Regions from separate parts of the Triticum aestivum genome. Here region 1 is linked to region 2. The links are chromatin contacts, called in public Hi-C maps. All regions are on one chromosome and are shown on one strand. Each heading gives the region's core, a stretch centred on a gene start, on an enhancer-like site or on the middle of the called end of the contact. The rest is flanking DNA. Distances are from core to core; before and after follow the strand shown. Region 1 holds the start of LOC123166011 (cytochrome P450 78A9). Region 2 holds the start of LOC123164316 (nuclear speckle RNA-binding protein A).

Evidence for each region. Hi-C and Micro-C count contacts between places; a contact is called where the count stands out from the background.
Region 1: a contact with region 2 is called in a Hi-C map of leaf, with 2.5 times the contacts expected there. The contact joins the promoter of LOC123166011 here to the promoter of LOC123164316 in region 2. A contact is called at or near these places in 2 of 5 Hi-C or Micro-C datasets (both in leaf).

The regions. Positions count from the first base shown.
Region 1 is chr7D:260,240,883-260,248,101 of IWGSC CS RefSeq v2.1, reverse strand. It overlaps LOC123166011 (cytochrome P450 78A9), which reads left to right and starts at 3,677. Exons shown (of 2, transcript XM_044583770.1): 1 at 3,677-4,793; 2 at 4,907-5,875. The coding sequence starts at 3,783. The coding sequence ends at 5,554.
Region 2 is chr7D:259,519,072-259,525,825 of IWGSC CS RefSeq v2.1, reverse strand. It overlaps LOC123164316 (nuclear speckle RNA-binding protein A), which reads right to left and starts at 1,915. Exons shown (of 6, transcript XM_044581739.1): 1 at 1,531-1,915; 2 at 563-678; 3 at 235-478. The coding sequence starts at 1,783.

The sequences.
Region 1 (7,219 bases), core at 2,428-4,927, 720 kb before region 2:
ACAAAGTTAAAAGAAATGACTAAAAGCGAAGCCCTCCCGCCGGTCCTTGGCAGGATCCACCGCGTCTCCATGGCCCTAGGGCCACCGGAGACGAGGCGGACCTGCGTCGGAGCCGGCGAGAGGCAGAAACCCTAGCTGCTTTTTTTAGGAGGAGGAAGAGGCGGCGGCCGTGAGATTTGTAGATTCATCTTTGTAATTGATAGGCTCATTTTCATATTTCGCATTATTGCCTAGAATTGTTATGTAAGAATTAAAATTTATAATTGTACCTGTTCTCCCCCTTTAGGTCCATATCAACCCATTCATCAACCCGGAACGATCATGTCCCTTCTATCATCCTAAGAACGAGCATATTTTCTTCTTATCTCTTCCATATGTATACATTCTTAGAATCAATAGAAACCGTCTTTCAATCTCGTTTAACTCTAGCAAAATTTTAGTGGAGATAGCACTAGGCCTCTCCACTGCCCCGTCACTTTCATCCACAAGCGTGCGTCGAAAACCCATTGTCAAGCGCAATTTCTCTGCTAGTGGCGTTTGCTTTAACTTCCAGGTCCAATATTGTATGCCTTTTTGTGGAATGAGTCTTCTTCTTTTCTTTAGAAAATTTTTGTACGGCCTTGATTTTTTTTAGGGGAAAAAAAGGATACGGCCTTGATGAGTGGTCGTACGTTGGTACTACTACGACGATATCCTGTTAAACCCTGGACACGTCACGCTGCCACGAACCCCAGCGAATTGAACCCACTCTAACGACACATTAACTAGATTGATCAATGGGATCGATGGCGCCATTGATGCACCTGGCCCCAGCCCCATCCGCCCACATTTAACGCCCATTACTCGGCCGCCCCGCACGGCGCGTCATGGTCTGGATGCGTCGCGTCCCGCGTTGCTCGCCGGCACGAGGCCCCGACTCGTAACTAATCGCCCGAACGTACAGGCACAGGTACAGGGTGCAGCCATCTGACGCGAACACATCGCGCCGACCAGGCGATGCACCTTGCCTGCGCTGCGCGGCCGGTCGACGGCCGCGGTGTGGTCGCCATCGAGGCGGAGACGGGACGTGACAACCGGCTGAGCTCTCAGCGGCGCGCGGCGCGCGGCAGCAAGAGCAGTCAGGTATAGTACGGTCCAGCCCGTATGCCCGTCGCGTCCAGTCCCATCTGACGCGTCGCTTGCTCGGGCTGGCTGCGCATTGGGCAGCCACAGAGAGCTCACGTGCCCTCGACACCCTCGGGCCCCACCGCAGAGTGCCGCGCCACGCAGGACCCACGTGTGCTCCGTTCCGTTATGCGTGTCTGGGTTGTCGGGCCTACCCGCGCGCCCGCCGGCGGCGGTGGCCATGGAACCAAGCAGAGGTGATCAGCGGAGCTGTAGGGGGTAGTACTCCCGCCATTATTGCATTATTAAACTATATTTCTCTCCACCGGATCATACTACTACCTCCGTCCTCGTTTATTGATCCCATTGTATTTTATGTGAAATTTTGACCATAAATTTAACTAACAAAATGTCTATGCATGTCACAAAAATCTATATCTTTAAAAATGTTTAAATACGAATCCAATAATATAATTTTTTAATGCATTAATATTTTGTTAGTTAAATATTTGGTTAAAATTTGGCACGGATTACAAAGTGGACCAATATACGAGGACAGAGGTAGTAGTAGTGTAGTGGGACTAGGGCATCTTCGCCGACCATCAAATCGCCACAAACATGTGGACCAAGGTGTCTGACAATGAGTCGACACCGTGTCCACGTCGATCCATGCCGTCTTCACCACATGCGCGTACATATTTTAACAATGTCATGGAGGAGAAGCAGACGGTGACGGCGTTCTGGCTCGCGCAAGAGGACCGGCGCTACAACCCTGCTCTCCTCGCGTATCCGGATGGTGGAAAGGGCAATGTACGGTGAGTTCGTTAGCGGAGGACCTCGACTTTGTCAAGCAAAAACAAGCGCTTTACGAGGCTACGCGCAGTAGCGCTCACGTCGGCTGCAACACAATCTTGGACGCGAAGGCGACGCGGGCTAGGGGATAGCGAACAGGAACATGGGCAACTCCGCGTCGTTCGCGCGGTTTGCGTTGGGCTACGACGACGACGAGGTTTGCTCGTCTGTGTCGCTCGTGGACCTCACTCTACCGGCGACGTCCACACGACTGACTCCGACGAGGAAGAGCAGGAGGTCGGACATGGATCTTGGCATATCTCGTTTCCCATGCGGGGAAGCTCCGTGTCCCATGTCCTACTCTTCCCCTTGCTGGCGATTCGCAAGTTCACTTCTCGGAGCTCATGGCTACTGAGCTCGCCAGACATGGGGAACACAGGACGTGGAACAGAGATGCCTCCATGGCCGGCAAAGATGCTGAGCTCGTCGGACATGGGAAAGATGGGACGTGGAACAGGGACGCCTCCATGGCCGGCAAAGATTTATAAAATGTTGTGTTCATTTTTGCTTAATAAAATATATTAAAAATGCCATGAGTTTGGTTCGATTTAAATAAAATCATCTGGCTTGCATGAAAATTGTCTAGTTTGATCAAATTATGTTTGCAATGTGTCTGGATGTCTGATGATAGGGTTGGATGGCCGGCTCCGTATCACTATTCGTGAACGCGAACGCGGACATATACTATGTCCGTTTAGGAGGTAGCGTAGGCGATGCCCTCACGAGCCATATATAGGGCTGAAGACGAGTCGACTTCAAATGAGTTGCACTAGTGCTCAGCTCAACTTCAAATGAGTTGCACTAGTGCTCGGCTCAAGTTATACTAAGATTTCAACGAAACGTAAGATCAAGTTGTAGAAAGTAGCTCGTGCTCTGCTTGTAACTATTTTGAGTGGGTTTAGAGCTAAATAAGTTTTTTTTCTTCCAATAATTTAGAGGAACATTTGTAACAAAAAAGGCCACAACACAACATAAGAACCCACTATAAAATATTATTCCCTACCAGATAAGGATTTAGTAAAAATATATCAGAGATCATGGATGAACTAGCAAGAAAATAAAATGAACATGTGTCTATTCTTAAACTTTAGAAAAAAATAAGATATTTAACACACGGCTATTAAAGCCTAACTTGTTATCAATCAAGCTTTAATGTTTCTGCTAGTAGATAAAATCAAGAAAAATCATACACAACACATATAATTATAAATTATCCTTTTTTTAATAGATACCAGAAATACTTAATATAATTATATTTTATCAAGGTATAGAGCGAGCCAATGTTGCGTCAAGATTGGCTTGTCTCTCGATCGAGTTACATAGAGTAGTCATCCACTGTTCATTTCTTTTTCAGTCAATTTTGAACCACTCACAAGCCCTCGAGCTTTTCTTACAGCCTTATCCACACAGACACAAGGCAAGCACACATTAGGCATGTATTAGCAGTTAATAAGACTATCTTATCTTAAGCCCGTCATGTATTTGTTAGAAGACAATATAAAGTACTGTACAATGAGTTATTTCTTCGTCTTATTTTTAATAATAAAATATCTCTAAATATGTGGTGAGACAATTACTAATAAAGGGTTAAAATAGGACATGCCTTTTCTTTAATTGTAAGACTCTTGTTATTTGATCAGGGGTTTAAAAAAATCATTTATCACTTTACATGGACTCCGCCGCTATAAAAGGCGGTGCCCCGCGGTCTCGTCCTCCCAAACTCAAACTGCACTTGACTTTCCAGCTCAATCCGTCCTTTCATTTGGCCTCCTAGTGTTTCGGCCTCAGCGCGAGAACGAGGGAAAAGTACGTGCACGTACGTTGACATGGCTCCATCCGAGGAGTGCGGCTGGCTGCTGTACGTTTCCCTCGCCGCCAAATGCTGCGCCAACGGCGACGGCGAGCCTTACCGAGTGGTAGGCTTTGTTGCCGTTCTCCTCGCCGCCTTCGTCGTCACGTCGCTCCTGCGCTGGGCGTCTCAGGGTGGTGCGGCGTGGGGGAGGTATTGGTGGACGAGGAAGGGTCTGGGCATTGGCGAGGCCCGTATCCCGGGGCCACGGGGCTTCCCCGTGATCGGCAGCATGGGCCTCATGACCGGCCTCGCGCACCGGAAGCTCGCGGCGGCGGCGGCGGGAAACGTCAGGCGCCGGCGGCTCATGGCGTTCTCCATGGGGGAGACCCGGGTGGTGGTGACCGCCGACCCTGACGTGGCGAGAGAGCTGCTGGCTAGCCCGGCGTTCGCCGACCGGCCGGTCAAGGAGTCCGCCTACGGGCTTATGTTCCATCGCGCCATCGGGTTCGCCCCCTACGGCGCCTACTGGCGCACGCTCCGCCGCGTGTCGTCCTCGCACCTCTTCTCGCCGCGGCAGGTGGCCGCCTCCGCCGCGCAGCGCGCAGTGATCGCACGCCAGATGGTGGATGCCATGAGGCCCGTCGGCGGCGCTGGCGTCAAGCACGTCGAGGCGCGGCGGTTCCTGAAACGCGCGTCGCTGCACAACGTGATGTGGTCCGTTTTCGGCCGGAGGTACGAGCTGGACGAGGCCGGGAGCGGGGAGGCCGCGGAGCTCAAGAGTCTGGTCGACGAAGGCTACGACCTGCTCGGCCAGCTCAATTGGTCCGACCACCTCCCGTGGCTCGCACGCTTCGACCCGCAGAAGATCCGGTCCAGGTGCTCCGCCCTGGTCCCCCGCGTGAACTGCTTCGTCGGCAGGATCATCGACGAGCACCGTGCCGCCCGGAACGACGACGCCGACGCCGTGGTAGACTTCACCGACGTCCTGCTGTCCCTCCAAGGCAGCGACAAGCTCTCCGACGCCGACATGATCGCCGTCCTCTGGGTATGTTCGTTCATACGCTTAAATGGAAAACACGAATGAACACTTAAATAGATATGCATGTGTCCGATAATTAGCTTGCTCATAACGAGAAATGTTTTCTGTGTGGGTTGCAGGAGATGATCTTTCGTGGCACCGACACCGTGGCAGTGGTGATCGAATGGGTGCTGGCCCGGCTGGTGCTGCACCAGGACGTGCAGGCGAGGGTCCACGAGGAGCTGGACCGGGTGGTCGGGCCGAACCGGGCCGTGACCGAGTCGGACGCCGCCTCGCTCGTCTTTCTCCAGGCCGTGGTCAAGGAGGTCCTGCGCCTTCACCCACCAGGCCCACTGCTGTCGTGGGCGCGGCTTGCCACGTCAGACGTCCACGTAGATGGGTTACTTGTCCCCGCGGGGACCACTGTCATGGTCAACATGTGGGCCATAACCCACGACCCAGTCGTGTGGGACAAGCCGGCGGAGTTCAAGCCAGAACGGTTCCTCGCCGGGCCATCGTCGGACCACGCCGCCGCCGGCGCTGAGTTCTCTTTAACGGGTTCCGATCTCAGGCTCGCGCCGTTCGGGTCGGGCAGGCGGAGCTGCCCCGGCAAGTCGCTCGCGATCGCCACCGTCGGATTCTGGGTTGCCACGCTGCTGCACGAGTTCGAGTGGACGCCGCCGTCGTCCGACGGGCCAGGTGGCGTGGACTTGTCTGAGGTGCTGGGGCTGTCGTGTGAGATGGCAGCTCCGCTGGAGGCAAGGCTGAGGCCGAGGCGTGCTGTGTGATGACGTGGCTGGGCCATGCGGGCAGGGTAGACGTTGGCCTCTTCTTCTTTACTACTATCAGTGCGTGTAGTGTAGTGGTAATGTAGTGTCCCGCTTTGGAAATGTACCTGCTACTACAATAGGTCCGGCCCTGGTACGTGTACTGCTGTCCTTTACTGTTCTTAGCAGGGTAGATGTTTAATTGCGTAGTTATGAGCTACTATCAGGAAGTGAGTGTGACAGTTTTCTTGTGCTTCCGGTTTGCTGCCTAGAGATGTACTACTACAAGTTCCTATGTAAAAATATTTATTTTAATGCAAGTATCAGTTGTGTTAGAGTTGATCTCACGTTGTCATTGACCGAGAGAATAGGGGGAGTCTTTTCCCATTTTTGTGCTTTGATCGGAGGCACGCCAAAACTAACGTTCGGTTTCGGTCTCTGGTTCCTTAGCACTATCACGTATATAAAAAGAGAACGTACACATTTGCATAGGTGAGATATACGGGCTAGACCCCACAGACTCCTAACCACCGATCCATAAAAGGAAGTGTTAGGGTCAGTTTTTTTGGCGGCTTAAAAAATAAGCCGCCTCCTCCCTCGCTTTTCCCATAAGCCATTAGCATCATTTATTGAGGCTTTTGAACTAGTTATGAGATAACTAATTTAGAAGCCTCAAATTCTTTTGGGATCAACTTATTTTTTAAGCTGGGGAGAGGTAGCTTATTTGTTAAGCCGCCCAAAAAAATGGTTAAAAGGGCTAGAAGACCGTCTACCACCGCCGGCCACCATATCAGTGCTGGCGGCTTCCTGCTGCCACCAGCGATCAGCTGCTTTATCTCCACCAACGGATGGCACGAGGGCCATGTCAGTGACTCTCCCTGCTGCCATCTATGTCACCCAGGTGGTGCTGCCCTTCTTCCTCGACCATGCCTTTACTGCCGGAGACCCCAAGGTGCAGCCATGGGCTATCTTCTATTGGTCCCTGCCAATCACGGTTAGTCACTACTATTTTGCATAAAAGGTGTTCTAATCATGAGATTAAGTTCATGTGTTAAAGTTAATCCTAAAAAATTATATCTAACAAGTTGTATCTACCACATGTTTTCAATAAAAAGACAGTGTTGAGAACTAAGGAACGCTTTTGTATATTCCTGTTTATTCTCTTATTAGTTTGTATATATGCGTCCCGTCCCGTGAGATAGCACCATCTGACTGGTCGGAAGCACAGTTCAAAAGGAAATAGTTTGCCGGCCTCAATCATTGCCAATCACATTCCGGCAGGTCAATAATTAAATTATGTTACTGTATCAGGCTGCGCATCAAGATCGATGGATCACAGGATCGCTTGGTTGTTGCTTGTCGTCTGGCCGCTGACGAAGTCAAGAAAACGATGTCGCTACAGTACACAAGAATAACACCTGAGAGATGATCTTCTGAAATTGACATCATCGACGGAGCTAGCCAGATCTTTTTTATCGCCTCGCGCGCGGACGGATGAGATCGGCTTCAGCCACTTGATTCGGGATAGCGGCAGCGAATAATATATGGAAATAATATATATACGGATCCAAGCAAATCGGCCGCGATTTGATGCTTTTTCGGTCTGTTGGTGTATGAATGTCTATTACCCCCCATCCCGCAAAAAAAAAAAAGTAAAAATTAAAAAAATGAATGTATATGCAGTGG
Region 2 (6,754 bases), core at 666-3,165:
CTTCTAAATTCTCTGCTGGTGCATCATATTGAACAAGCAGCTTGTCAGGGCATATAAAATAAATGGAGAGGGACTGAACAACAAAGATAAAGGCTGCAAGAACAAGAGTGTCATTAACCAACAGGAAAGGAACTATATGATGAATATCAGTGGTGTGACATCAAAGAATACTCAACCATCAATTAAGAAATGAAGTTAAGCACATCATGGTAGCAACATAGCTTATAAGGATACGTGAAACCTCCCTACGGGTGCAGTTTGCAGGCAGACCTTCAATATACAAGGTGTTGGATGCATCCGGGGGAAGAGGAGGCTCAGGTCTTGCACCATACCCCATGGCTCTGCTGTCCATACCAACGACACCCATCATACGGTGGTCATCAACAGGATATCCACTCATTCCACCACCAACCATTGCAGCTCCACCCATGGCACCAACAACTGCCCTACTTGGTTCATTGGCTGCCACAGAAGGCATCTAGAAGCACAAGAACAAGGCTAAAGTATCAAGACAAAGTGCTCAGAATAATTATGTGAGTTCTTACAACGAAGTTAACAATACCCCATTGCGTAAGTAGCGGTCGTAAGATGCTCCAATTGCTTCATTGTCTCTAAGTGAGTGGTAACCTGCATTTTCCCGCGGATAATATCCAGCCATCTCTTGTCCTCCAGGACCATCTGCAAAAACAATAAAAAAAACAAGGTTTCATGTAAATCTCACTAGCCAACAATATCTTTAATTAATATAACCAGCAAACTAAGAATATTCAGTAGATAAACAAGTTATAAAAAGGGCATAATTACAAGGAGAAAATATGGAAGCACACTAACAGTTAGAGAAGTTAGAGTAGCTACATACAAGCATTTAACTGTCATGAGAACTCCAGGATTTCTTATAAGGCAGGCAACACCAGTCGTTACACACCATTGATCCACACACACATTTGGTACTAACTATTAAAAACTGGTATAATGAAATCCAAACAACCAACAAAAAGCTCTGACTAAAATTGAGCTACGAGAGCCAGATTTGAAGAGTACATCTATTATTTTTCCTCTAGCAACGGAACCGGGGAGACGAAGTGATGTGGCAACAATTATTGCACCAAAAGTCCAATCAGCAGATTTACCACATGTATCACTTGAGTTTTTCAAGCCTGCAAGCATCTCTCGGTATCGTTCTTGAAAATACTCCGGACAGATTTGTGGTAGAAAATCAACCCTTTTTTAGACTCTAAAATAAAAGGTAGTAGTTCTGGTACGGGTATCGATCTAGTGCTATGATAATGCTGGAGTATTACCCCCATATAGGCTAAACCCGCTACGACGTTTACAAAATTAGTGACCGTATTACTAGATCTAAGCAATATCTCATCTACAACTATATAAAACCAAAACTACCACTAACCACGAGACAATACAGACGCACAAGCACAAACAACGACATAAAGAGCAAAACAACCATCATAGCGAGAACAAAAGGATCCAGATCTAGATTCTAGGGGGCAGATCCGAGGGCCGCGAACTCACCGCCATAGTCTGGGCGCGCGCGCTTAAGCGACGGCGCGGCCGCCTGCTGCTGCTGTTGCTGCTGCTGCTGCTGTTGCGCCATCGCCGCCTGCTGGTGCTGGTGCTGGTGCTGGTGCTGCTGCATGCCCCCCGCGGCCGTCGCGGCCTGCGCAACGGTAGCTGCAGGGGCCATCCCCGCCGCGGCCGCCGCAGCCGCCACCATGGCCTGCTGCTGCCGCGCGTCGGCGTACCTCCAGTAGTTCTCCGCGGCCATCGTTCGCCCTCGTAGGCAGGTCAGACGGCGGGCGATGTGGGGGCGAGGCGAAGTCTTCGTGCGGCTAGGGTTTCCGAGCACGAGAAACAAGGGAGAGAGAGAAAGTGTTTCGGTTTGGTCTCGGCGTGTAGGAGAGAGAAAGATAAAGAGAGATCGGATGGCATCACGTGGCGGTCGTTTGTCAGGAAAGCGTACCATATGTTCGTCTGGGCCGCAGAAGCTTCGCGACCGAACGGCTCCGGCGTTCGGGCCGTGATCCAATATGCGTGGCTCAGGCGGTTCGGGCCACATCATGCATGGGCCGCTGTGATAGTTTTTTAGTAGTAGCACAATGGATTGCCTAAAACAAAAACAAAAAAGCATAATGGTGCCAGCTGAGTATGCTCGCAGGAGCTATATCTCGCTCACGGCGAGATCGAATAAAGTCTCGCCTGAAAGATTTCCTGTGTGATACAGTACTAGGCCAGCCTGTATTCGTGCAATACATCATCATCACTTGCTCACTGCTGGCTCGCTGTTGCTTCGGTTTCCTCTACGTGACTTTTATGTTTCATTTATTTTTTTATTCACCTTTTTTTTCATTTTTCTGTTCTTTCTTTGTTTTTCACGGGGATATTTCGTTTCTTTCTCTGTTTTTACCAGTATATTTTCATTGATTTTTTCTTTCTTTCTCTGTTTTCATACACATTTTGAACAACTTTTTAACATTTTATGAGTACATTTTTCATACATATTTTATATTTTTATATATCAGGAATGTTTTTTATATATACATTAAAAAATTCCAGATACGTGATTAAAAAAATTAAACATATTTTTATGTCTATTTTCTACATACACATTGTACTTTTTTTGTATACAAACATTTATATGTGTGTTTAACATTTTTAAAGTACATGGTTAAATATTTTAAAAACATATATCTTTTGATGTCTACTTTTCCCATAAACATTGTACATTTTTTGTCTTAAAAACAGAAATATTTTCTATATGCGTGTTTAACATTTGTTAAAAGAAAGCGTTAACAATCGGACCGCTGGCCGAATTTCATAGTCGACGGGAACGTCTCCTCCCGCTAAACGCACATTATCGGAAGTCTGAATAAGTACAAGAAAATGCGAGCATCAATGTCAAGTCTGAGACTTGAACTCTGGTGGGCACGAGATAGCAATGTGCTCCTAACTATCCAACCACAGGCTGGTTCGCAAGTGGGTTATATATTAACACTCAGCTGCAGCACGGATCCAAGAAGTATTGTGAGAGTATAAAGTGAACCATGTATTCCCTCAAAAAAAAGTGAACCATGTATTAATAAAGTACTAGCAAAAAAACCCGTGGGTTGCAACGAGAGAAGAAGATACCACATACCCATAACCCAAATAATCATGAGTCAAGAAACCAACAGGTACATGTTCTTTATTTCAACATGACACCCTATCTTGTTGACATTTGTCCGTCGTTGCATTCTTGCATACGATGATCATAGTGCTTATAGAACCACAACGCGCTTGAACGTGGTCAATCATAAACCGTCTCTCTCGTGGCATAAGACGAGGTTTTTCTCTTGCTACATTTATTTCGTCTCCAATTTGTTTGTACGCTATTGATTAAGGTTGCACTCTAAATAGCATTTCTTTTAAATAGTTAAGAGGTAAAAATAACATCATATTCGGATTCTACTCATCTTTCTAATCAAATTTCATGTATAACATGTTAAAATTGGAGTTATGGTTTAAAAGATATGGATATTTCAAAAAAAACATTTGTTCTACGTAGACTGCGGGTTAATTAGCATAAAAGACATGGTGTTTTTTTATAAAAAACGCAAAAAAGATCCAATTTGTCACTTAAAAGTGAACTGCAGGTTGATTACCTGAAAAGTGTAGGGGGTTTGCATAAAATTCGAAAAATGTTCCATTTTGCCACTTAAAATAGGACTGTGGGTTGAATATCAAAAAAACACAGGGACGTTTTTACAAAAATGCCTACAACATACGACCAGAAGCAGCAGTAGCTTTATTATTAGGTAAAGATTACTTAGTTATAACTAACTAATTTACATGGGTAGGGTGTGGGTGCATGCGTTCATATAGGTGAGCGTATCCTTGTGTATGTGATCGACTTCTATGGTACTGTGTTGAAAAAAACTACTATGCATGTTGACTTTTAATTTGATTGTATGTGGCGTTATAACCTTTTTTGACATCAAAGTACTCTTTATTGCAAGGTGATTATCATATTATCTTTTACAAGAGTATCAACAATCTCTACGGGTGGATCTTTCATCCACCCCGCACACACCTTACTTCTATCTAGTTTTTGCTAAATCGTGGGCAGCACAATTATGCCTCTAGGAGCATGCTAAAAAAGTGCGGAAAATCACACGCAAGGTGATATATATCATCAAAAACTGCCGCCGATAGACCGAAAGAGCAACCTCCATTCTTCATTGTCTCTATCACTTTGATGTTGTCGAAGTTCACATCTATGCGGTTACACCCGAATGTAGTTGCCAAACTGAGACCAAACTGTAAGGCCGGTACCTCGGCCATAAGCGCATCTCTGCACCAATTGATTTCCCCGTTTCCCGCCACGACGAATCTGTCATTCGAGTCTCTGATGACAGCGCCACACGAGCCCTTGAGTAAGTCTGGGTCAAAAGCCCCATCCACATTTAGCTTCACATAGTTGCTCCTTGATCTTTCCCAGCCATGTCGCTTGATCGTTGCCTTTGCATCACTCGCCATAGTATTGTTAACATCCAAAGCTCTGATTGCCATTGCCATGAACTTGGGTTCTTAGACCTTTTCATTATGCACTAACTTTCTCTTCTCCCACCATAAATACCAGGAACCAATGGCAATTGCTTCCATTGAATTTCCCAGACCAAGGAACACCCATTCTTCAGCTGGTTATAGCAATAAATACTCTAGCACAACTTCTCCCGCACAACGCATGCTTTATCAATAGCAAAGTCCAAACCCAGTAACCGCCATACCTCTTTAGCTTTTCCACAAGTGACTAACAAGTGCTTGGTATCCTCCGCTCTATACCGCATGTAGGACATTTCCCACTGACTTTTATATGTCTGTTATCCAAAGTCAGACGACAAGGTAGCAATCCTAAGTTCCTAACAAAGTTCGCCAAAGGAAAATTTTAACCTTAGCAGGACAGCTTAAGCTCCAGATTGTCCCCATATTGGTGAATTCCGTGAGGGTCCGATTGTATTTTCTCCTAGTATTTTATGTCCATATTGGTTGTGCCACTCCGCAAAGTATGCCGATCTCACTAAGAAACTCCCATTTTTGCACAAGTTCCATGCTACAAAGTCCGACATATCAAATTCAGACAACGAAATCGCAAGGATCTACGCGACATCAACTTGTCAGAATGTTTGAGGAACCAACTCTTCATCCCAACATCCCGGAACAGGGTCAATGAAATCACTTACTTTTGATAGTAAATTGTCTCCATGAGCCGTGATCACTTTCCTGGTAGGTGAGTTAGGGATCCATTCATCATCTCAAACATTGGTCCAACTACCATCACCGATCCTCGATATATGACCTATTTTTAGTGTCTGCATCCCCAACATAATACTTTGTCATGTGAATGAGGCTCTCTTTTCCAGAGTTGCATTCAATATATCACAATCTGGATAATATTTGGCTTTGAGAACATGGGCACAAAGGGAATCCAAATTACCAATTAATCTCCAAGCCTGTTTCGCAAGCAAGGCTAGGTTAAAACAATGAATATCCCGAAATCCTATTCCACCTTCTTTCTTTGGCACACACAACTTCCACCATGCAAACCGGTGTATTCTCCTCTGATTGTCACTATCACCGGACCAATAATGCGACATCGCATCTGTAATTCCTTTACAAATCTGTTTTGGAATTTTGAAAATCAACATTGCATAAGATGGTATAGCCTGTACAACTAATTTGAGTAGCACTTCCTTTCCTCCTGTTGAAAGTTGCCTTTTCTTCCATCCCATAATTCTTTTCATAACTCGGTCCACCAAAAGCTGGAAACAATATGTCCTACCTAAACCCACCGTGGATGTTAAGCCTAGATAAGTATCCGATATGCCACGACCATTATACTCAAACTGCTGCAAATTTATTCCTTCATCTCAACTATAGCATTAGGACTAAAAAATACACTTGACTTGTCCACACTAACTCTAGTATTAGGGCACAATATGATGCAAGGATTTCTTTCACACACTCAACATTCTCAGTATTGGCCTTCATCGGGATTAATGAATCATCTGCAAACAATAGATTAGTGATGGCTCTTGCTTCCCTACGCACCTCCACTCCCTCAAGCTTCCCTTCTTCCTCGGCTTTAGAGGAAAAGGCACTACAAAAAAACACTCCCGCGATGATAAGTCTTTGTCACAGCAGGTCATGTTTTCTGTCATGCATGTACATGTATGACGATTTTATGACAGAATCAAGATAGTCATACATGTGTTGTCGTAGAAGTGTTCCGTGACAATACTGAAATTATCATCACTGAAAATAAAAAAATTCCGTTTTGTTGTGGGCAGATGAGCAGGGATCATATGGTGCGAAAGCCGAAATGGCCAAGAGTCTCTGAATGGCATTAGTGGCCGCAGATTCACCGAATTCAAGGTAATAAATCCCACTGATAAGAAATACATAGGCCTTACGCCCACTTACCACTTCAATGAGTGTCCAGTTCCATGACGATAAATGCCGCGTCATGGAAGTGTTTTTGTCAAGGGTAACCGACACGTGGAATCCACCGTAATGGGTCGCCATTAAGCTATCGGGTTCGATTTTGGATCCGATAACCTGCTAACAGCCTGGACCAATGGCGATTTTCCACGTGTAAATTTCTCATTCGCCGGAGGATCCACGTGTCAGCTCAGTGTTGGGACAGATGCCATCCCTAGAATGGATGGAATGCGCCTATGATACGTCGACACGTGGCAGGCCC